Linked DNA regions of Danio rerio: region 1 is linked to region 2. A link is a contact called in public Hi-C data. All regions are on one chromosome and are shown on one strand. Each heading gives the region's core, a stretch centred on a gene start, on an enhancer-like site or on the middle of the called end of the contact. The rest is flanking DNA. Distances are from core to core; before and after follow the strand shown. Region 1 holds the start of rpl36 (ribosomal protein L36). Region 2 has its middle 36 kb from the start of lmnb2.

Region 1 (3,537 bases), core at 747-3,246, 37 kb before region 2:
ACCTTAGCTGCACATCATTTTCTAACTCATCATCAATTAATCCTTACATTAAATACACAGTGAGAGAACATCGCTGGGGTTAAATATTAGACATCTGGGTGCTTTATAAGGGCTCATAACGGTAATAATAATATATGAATATGACCGTGCAAATGTCAATGTGCCATGGAAAAAAAAACCCTACGTTTTCACTAAAATACGGAACAGGTTTCTGTTTTTTTTTTTTGTGTAAACAAGTATTTTCCAGTACTTTAGAAATAAGCAAAAATGCATCTGTCAATGTTTTCAAACTATTCTATTAGATTTACCAAAGTCACACAAGCGGCAATTTTACATCTGTCACATCCATAACTTTTTCCTCATGAATGTGAAAATATTAAATTAATCACGTTTGTTTTATAGAGAGCCAACTCTTATCCATTTGATTAGCATTGCGTCTTTTGGGTTGTGCAGTTTAATTCACAGATTTTCAACAAAGTATGTTGTGTACTGTAAACCCGCAGACTTTTTTTGTCACATCCATAACGCCCGTTTATTTTCCTCATATAAAGTACAAAACATGTTAATAAATTGATATTTTTCTGCTCCCATAACTCTGTGGTCAGTTGTTCTGGAAAATATAAACAAAAGTTTCAATATAATGCTAACATATACGTTCTATGCAAATTTATGTTGAGTTTACTGCAAATGTCACATCCATAATGCTGGAATTGCTCATCTATATATCTATATATAAGCACAATTTAGTAAAAAAGGCAGATTATACTGTTTAAGTGTAAACATTCTTGAATAAACTGTCTTAAAACGCATGTGTGGCCATGGATAAGTGTTTTATAGGCGGTAAACTGTGATATTAAAACAGTAAGAGAACATAGCTGTGCTAAAGTATTAAGACATTTGTGTGCTGAATAAGAGCTTATGTACTGTATATATTATGTAGAGTTAAAAAATAATAGCATATTCTACTGTTTGAGTGTAATTATTCTTGAATAAACATGCAGAATAAATCTGTCCTAAAAGGCCCGTGTGGTGATGGATAAGTGATTTATAGGAGGTAAACTGCTAATTTAACACAGTGAGAGAACATAGCTGGGCTGAAGTATTAGATATAAATTATAGATAACATTCTTGAATACATGTACAGTACAAACAAAATAAACTACACAAACATATCCTAAACTGCATGTGTGCTTAAATATAAATGTTTTATAAGTGTTACGTGTAAATAAAATAAAAATAGTTTGGTTAGATATATGTTTAAATATAATGTGCTATATATAATTGTGCAATAAGCATGTGTGAAACAGCATTATAATGATAAATAATAATTATATTTTCTATAGAAATGTGTGCTTTATATAAACTCACTGCAATGTACGAATATTTAATAGATGTAATATTCTGACTTTGTAGGTGTAATTATGCCTGAATAACGTTAACTATTCTTACACCAGTTAGGTTATAAAGCACATATACTTCATTCTCGACATTAACGCGTCACATAAGAGCTCAGACATAGTTAATATTTAATAAACAATTTTAAAAAAGGATGTCTTGTTCATACATATGTACAAACACGCTTGAAATACATGTTAATATGGTTATTCGCATGCCGTCGCTGGTTAAGATTACATACACGCGCTCAAAAAGGTTAAATACCAATATAAAACAAGCAAGAAATGTAAATGCAACGTCGTATACACGTCTGAATTGTTAATTCGTCATCGTTTTGTTAAATTTGTAACGGCAGCGTTTGAGAAAGCCATCTGAGCGCTTTTTCGCGTCTACTCGAAGCGACTGCCTTAAAAATAGACGAACATCGTGATAAACCTTCACAATAATGGGCGGAAATCGTTTTTTAAACTTCATATTTTCAAAAACAAGCACTTCTGTCGTGATTTTACACTCGATGTGTAAGATATTAAAGTGATTTTAACGCTTGTGATTCTCCGGAGATTCATACCTGCTCTTTGCTAATGGCGTCCAAACCGGAAGGACCGCTGTCAGGCGGAAGCTGAACTTTCACACGCGACGGAAAAGACAGCAGTTCGCGGGGAATATTAATGGCGCCATCTACTGATTAAAAGATCTTTAACGGTTCATTACGGCTGTTTGAAAGTAAACAATCTGTTCAAAATGTGTTTTTTACATTACAAAAAATTTAAAATAAATAACTTTTTGATGTATCAAACTCATGAATGTGTCAAAATTTTATTTTGTTTTCATTTTAAATTCCTCATGCAAAAATAGGAATGTGGCTATTTTTTAAATAGGAAATTTCTGTTTCTGATTTTTTTGTTATTTTGTTTTGCTTAATAATTGTGGCTAACCAAATTATTAAAATACACACATGTAATAGATGAGTATAGTACCTTGACTGTTCCCCACTGCAGTTTTCTGTAACGTGGATTGAACAAACCAGTGAATATATTTTTGATTAAACACTTTTTAAAGGTTTTTGTTAAACCAATGTAGGTTTTGAACACATTTGATATGTAGGATGAAACCTGCAAAAACAATAATTAAATAAATATTCGAATATACAAATAAATGAGTAAATAAATGCCTAATGTCATAAATAAATAAATAAATGTGCAAATATATAAATAAATGCATAAATTCCTGCAGAAATAAAACAATACATAAATAAATACGCAAATATATAAACAAATGAGTGAATAAATGCATAAACTCCTGCATAAATTAAACAATAAATAAATAAGCAAATATAAACAAATGAGTAAACAAATCTATAAATACATGTGTGTGTGTGTGTGTGTGTGTGCCTGTTAGAAGACCTCACCTCAAGTAGTTTTAAGAAAATGTAAAAATATATATTTTTTGATCGTTTTTTCATTTTAAGTTTATAAAATATTGTGGTATTTTAATTGTTGATATTTACTCCCCTTTTTCCTGTATTATGCTTAAGCGTGAGAAGCACAGCATAATTATAATGTATTATTATTGTTGTTGTTGTTATGTTTCATTAGTATATTTTGCAGCATATTTTGTCAGCGTTATATATCAATTCGTGTCTAAATAAAACAAAGAACAATTAAAACACAACAGAAAGAAATTAACACAATCTGAAGCACTTCAAAATTATACAAATGCAGACTCTCACTGATTCAATTGATTCAATGATTTTATTAAATTAATGTAAAGTCTCCTCCAAAACCTTTTTTATTTCATTTAGACAAACATAAGCGTGAGGTAACACACCAATATAAGACAGAACGTATCGTAATACCATGTTTTACTTAATCAAACGGGAAAAAGGAGAAAGAAATAATAATGGAAAAGAATATATATATATATATATATATATATATATATATATATATATATATATATATATATATATATATATATATATAAAAGTTATAAAAAGTTTATTTGATAAATATGAACCTTCAAATTGATTAAACAAAAAGAAAAGATAATATCGAGCTCCCATGTAGTTTAACAGCATTTTGGACTACAACCCCCAGTGAGCACTTCGGGCGACTTTTGGCGCGGTTTTACGTTAGCGTCGGC
Region 2 (3,893 bases), core at 133-2,632:
CAGGCTTTTCAGTTTATTTTTGCTTGCCAAAACAAAACATAGTTTTAATTCAAAGCAAGAACTACACTCACCCGCCAATTTATTAAGTACTCTTTACTAGTACTGGGTTGTACCCCCTTTTGCCTTCAGAACTGCCTTAATTCTGACCCGACCATCCGAATGTGGCAGCAGAAATGGAGACTCATCAGAGCAGGCAACGTTTCTCCAATCTTCTATTGTCCAGTTTTGGTGAGTCTGTGTGAATTGTAGCCTCAGTTTCCTGTTCTTAGCTGACAGGAGTGGCACCCGGTGTGGTCTTCTGCTGCTGTAGCCCATCCGCCTCTAGGTTAGACGTGTTGTGTGTTCAGAGATGCTCTTCTGCAGGCCTCAGTTGCAACGAGAGGGTTATCTGGGTTACTGTTGCCTTTCTATTAGCTGGAACCAGTCTGGCCATTCTCCTCTGACCTCTGGCATCAACAAGTCGTTTGTGCCCACAGAACTGCCGCTCACTGGATATTTTCTTTTTCTCTGTAAACCCTAGAGATGGTTGTGCGTGAAAATCCCTATAGATCAGTTTCTGAGATACTCAGACCAGCCTGTCTGGCACCAACAAGCATGCCACATTCAACGTGACTTAAATCCCTTCTTCCTTATTCTGATGCTCGGTTTGAACTGTCTACATGCCTAAATAAATTGAGTTGCTGCCATGTGATTGGCTTAGAAATTTGCGACAAGAGCAGTTGAAAAGGTGTATCTAATAAAGTGGCCGGTGAGTGTAGATTATTTTGCCTTCCTCATTGGCAGATTATTTCACTTGTTTTAAGTACCAAGTCACTTAATTTTAACTTCTTTTTATCCAGAAAATGCTTCCTGATTTTAGAATCTTTAGATATTTGGACTAGAAACAAACACTCAAACTAATTTAAAGCAAGCTGAGATGATAAAGCCCTTAGGGGTTAATTAATCATAACAAATTGACGTTAATTCTGCTTAAATTTATAAATCTAATAGGTTAACTTCATGTTCCTACACATCGATTGTGTGAATCCAGCATTTTTACAGTGTGCATGTAGTCTAAAACGCAACCCTCCTGTTCACCACTAGAGCGCGCTGCATCTCTAAAATCCAGCATTTTCATCTGTGATGCGGCAGTTGTCGGCTGATGCGACTCTCTCAGTCTGTTTTTTTGGGTTGTTTTCTCGCTGGGTGACCCCTCTATGTTTAAGGCTGTTTTCAGCAACGCCTCTGAAAGCTGTAATATTATGTTCCTCACACACACCCAGCGCCAGAAAGCAGATGAACATCTCATCTCGGGTGTTTTTGCTTCTGGATGTGGAAGCGTGGTGTGTTTGTACCAGTCCGCCCCCACACACACACACACACGCTTGCACTCCTCTACCGCTGTCTCTCAGTCATTAGTGTGTCATGTCTCTGCCCAGAGGAAGGGGCTCTCGGTTTTGCTCCTTGTCTTTCATTTTCTCTTTTTTTCCTTTCCTCCACCCACCTCCGATCACACAGACGCCGGCCGTGTCTCCCACACACACGCACACCATTTCGACACCCACACTGCGCTGGTAGCCGGAGTGTGTTGAGGAGTCCTTAATGGACGACTCCAGTAATAAACCATCAGTGAAAAAAGGTAAAGGGGGGAATATGTGGCGTCCATCATTATACGCAGATTTGTTTTGTTGTTAATTTGATAAATTAATATATGCAAATGTTAGCTCAGTGGTTAGCACTGCGGCCTCACAGCAAGAAGGTCAACGGTTCGAGTTCCGACTAGGCCAGTTGCCATTTCTGTGTGGAGTTTGCATGTTTTCACAAACACATGCGCTATAGGGGAATTGATGAACTAAATTGTTCGTAGTATAAAATGTAAGTGTGTATGGGTGTTTCCCAGTTCTGGGTTGCGGCTGTAGCTATGTGAAACATGCTGGATAAGTTGGTGGTTCATTCCTCTGTGGCGAAATGAACATTTTGATGGCTGAGTGTCGCCACCTATTGGTTAAATAATGTGACAGCCGCCTACAACTTTCATTTAAACGCATATGACGGTGATTTTCATCTTCACCATAAACATCGGTGGTTATATCTGAACTATAAACTGTTCTCCCACTACTGCTGTGTATTTGACTGTAACTTGCTAAAACGACTAAAGGCGGAATCTCTTGATTTTTTTATTTATTTTTTTTTGCATTTTTTATATCTGAATGCAGTGATTGGAAAGATTAATAATCATATGCAAATCAGCATCATTCATAATTTATGTTGCCTGGGTGTCCAGATCCTGATCTTTTTATGATTAATCGTTCTTCGTACGTGGATTACTCAGTTAGCTGGATTTGGATATTGACGATTTGACATGATCCAGGATCGTTTCGTTCTTCAAAGCTGATCCGAGAGTTGTTGTCATAGCAACAGTTCTGCTAGGTCAAACCTGATCGGAAGCAGGTTCAATTCATATAAACAGGATTAGATCGGCTCAGTTCATGCAAAGATAATGAAGAAAGTATGTTCCCAATTCTGATATTTTCTTACAGGGGTCCGTTCTTCGTACCTCGCTTAAATGATCTAAGATGATTTGGCAGATCCTGGATCTGTTAATCTTGATAACTGATCTCTCGCTAATTTGGTTCTTCAAATAAGTTCGTGAATCAGATTAGAATGTCTGGATAAACTGATCTGAGATCGCTGCGTGTGTTGTGAAGGACAGATCTATCGATCCTCGAAATCATGATCAACTATGCAGCGATTGGCTGACGGCACAGCAGCGTAATGACATCATCTGATGAATATTCAATTATCCATGTGAGCAAAATTACATCAAATTAGCAGTACACGGCTTGTTAAATATGACACGCGATAACTTTCCACATTTGTTGTGAGCTGCAGGCTTTACACTTTCATGTGTCAGGAGTATTCATCATGTATTTCAATGCAAATCAGTGTATTTAGTTCTACATTTAGAGAAGATTTTCTTTATTATAGTAGCGTTTTTTTAATCGCTGTATGGAATAACTGGTTGTTTACAAAAGCATTTTGATATTGGTAAAGGCGTCTGCAACTTTTGTGAAGCATCAAATCACCGGCATATTAACTATCAAAACATGTTCATGACTGCATAAATGTGTTATTGCTTTAAAAAAGTCACATATTCTGCATTTCTATTATACACAGACTGTACTAAAGCGATCTAAAAAGTTCATATCAATAAGTTTTCTCTTTGCACCACCAGGTGGCAGTCTTTATACTTCCATTTCGAGGGTGCAGATTGCATAAGTTTTATTAATATGTATAACTTTATTTTATTTATGACTATAACTTTATATATATAGTTAAAAATTTGTACCATTTTCCCAAGTGTATATAACTACTACTGTAAGAAAATATCAGAATTGGGAACATACTTTCTGTATTATCTTTGCTTGAACTGAGCCGATCTAATCCTGTTTATATGAATTGAACCTGCTCCTGATCAGGTTTGAGCTAGCAGAACTGTTGCTATGACAACAACTCTCAGATCAGCTTTGAAGAACGAAACGATCCTGGATCGTGTCAAATCGTCAATATCCAAATCCAGCTAACTGAGTAATCCACGTACGAAGAACAGACGCCAGTAGTAGTTACACTTAGGAAAATGGTAAATATTTTTTAACTATATATATATATATATATATATATATATATATATATATATATATATATATATATATATATATATATATATATATATAAAATTATTAATTAATAAATAAAGTTTTATATATATATATATATATATATATATATATATATATATATATATACATATTAATAAAACTTATGCAATCTGCATCCTTGAAATGAAAGTACAAAGACTGCCACCTGGTGGTGCAAACAGAAATTGATATGAACTTTTTAGATGGCTTTAGTAC

Evidence for each region. Hi-C and Micro-C count contacts between places; a contact is called where the count stands out from the background.
Region 1: a Hi-C map of gastrula embryo shows a contact between it and region 2, with 2.2 times the contacts expected there. The contact joins the promoter of rpl36 here to the enhancer-like site in region 2. A contact is called at or near these places in 2 of 18 Hi-C or Micro-C datasets (caudal fin and gastrula embryo).

The regions. Positions count from the first base shown.
Region 1 is chr22:3,275,928-3,279,464 of GRCz12tu, reverse strand. It overlaps rpl36 (ribosomal protein L36), which reads right to left and starts at 1,996. Exons shown (of 4, transcript NM_212952.2): 1 at 1,964-1,996.
Region 2 is chr22:3,237,595-3,241,487 of GRCz12tu, reverse strand. No RefSeq gene overlaps it. Among named protein-coding and RNA genes, the nearest start is that of lmnb2, 36 kb to the left of the region's middle. Within about 2 kb of position 1,382, at least 37 of the 62 cell types and tissues checked have an H3K27ac peak or open chromatin away from gene starts, as enhancers often do. A contact at or near this core is called in caudal fin and gastrula embryo, where this site is marked.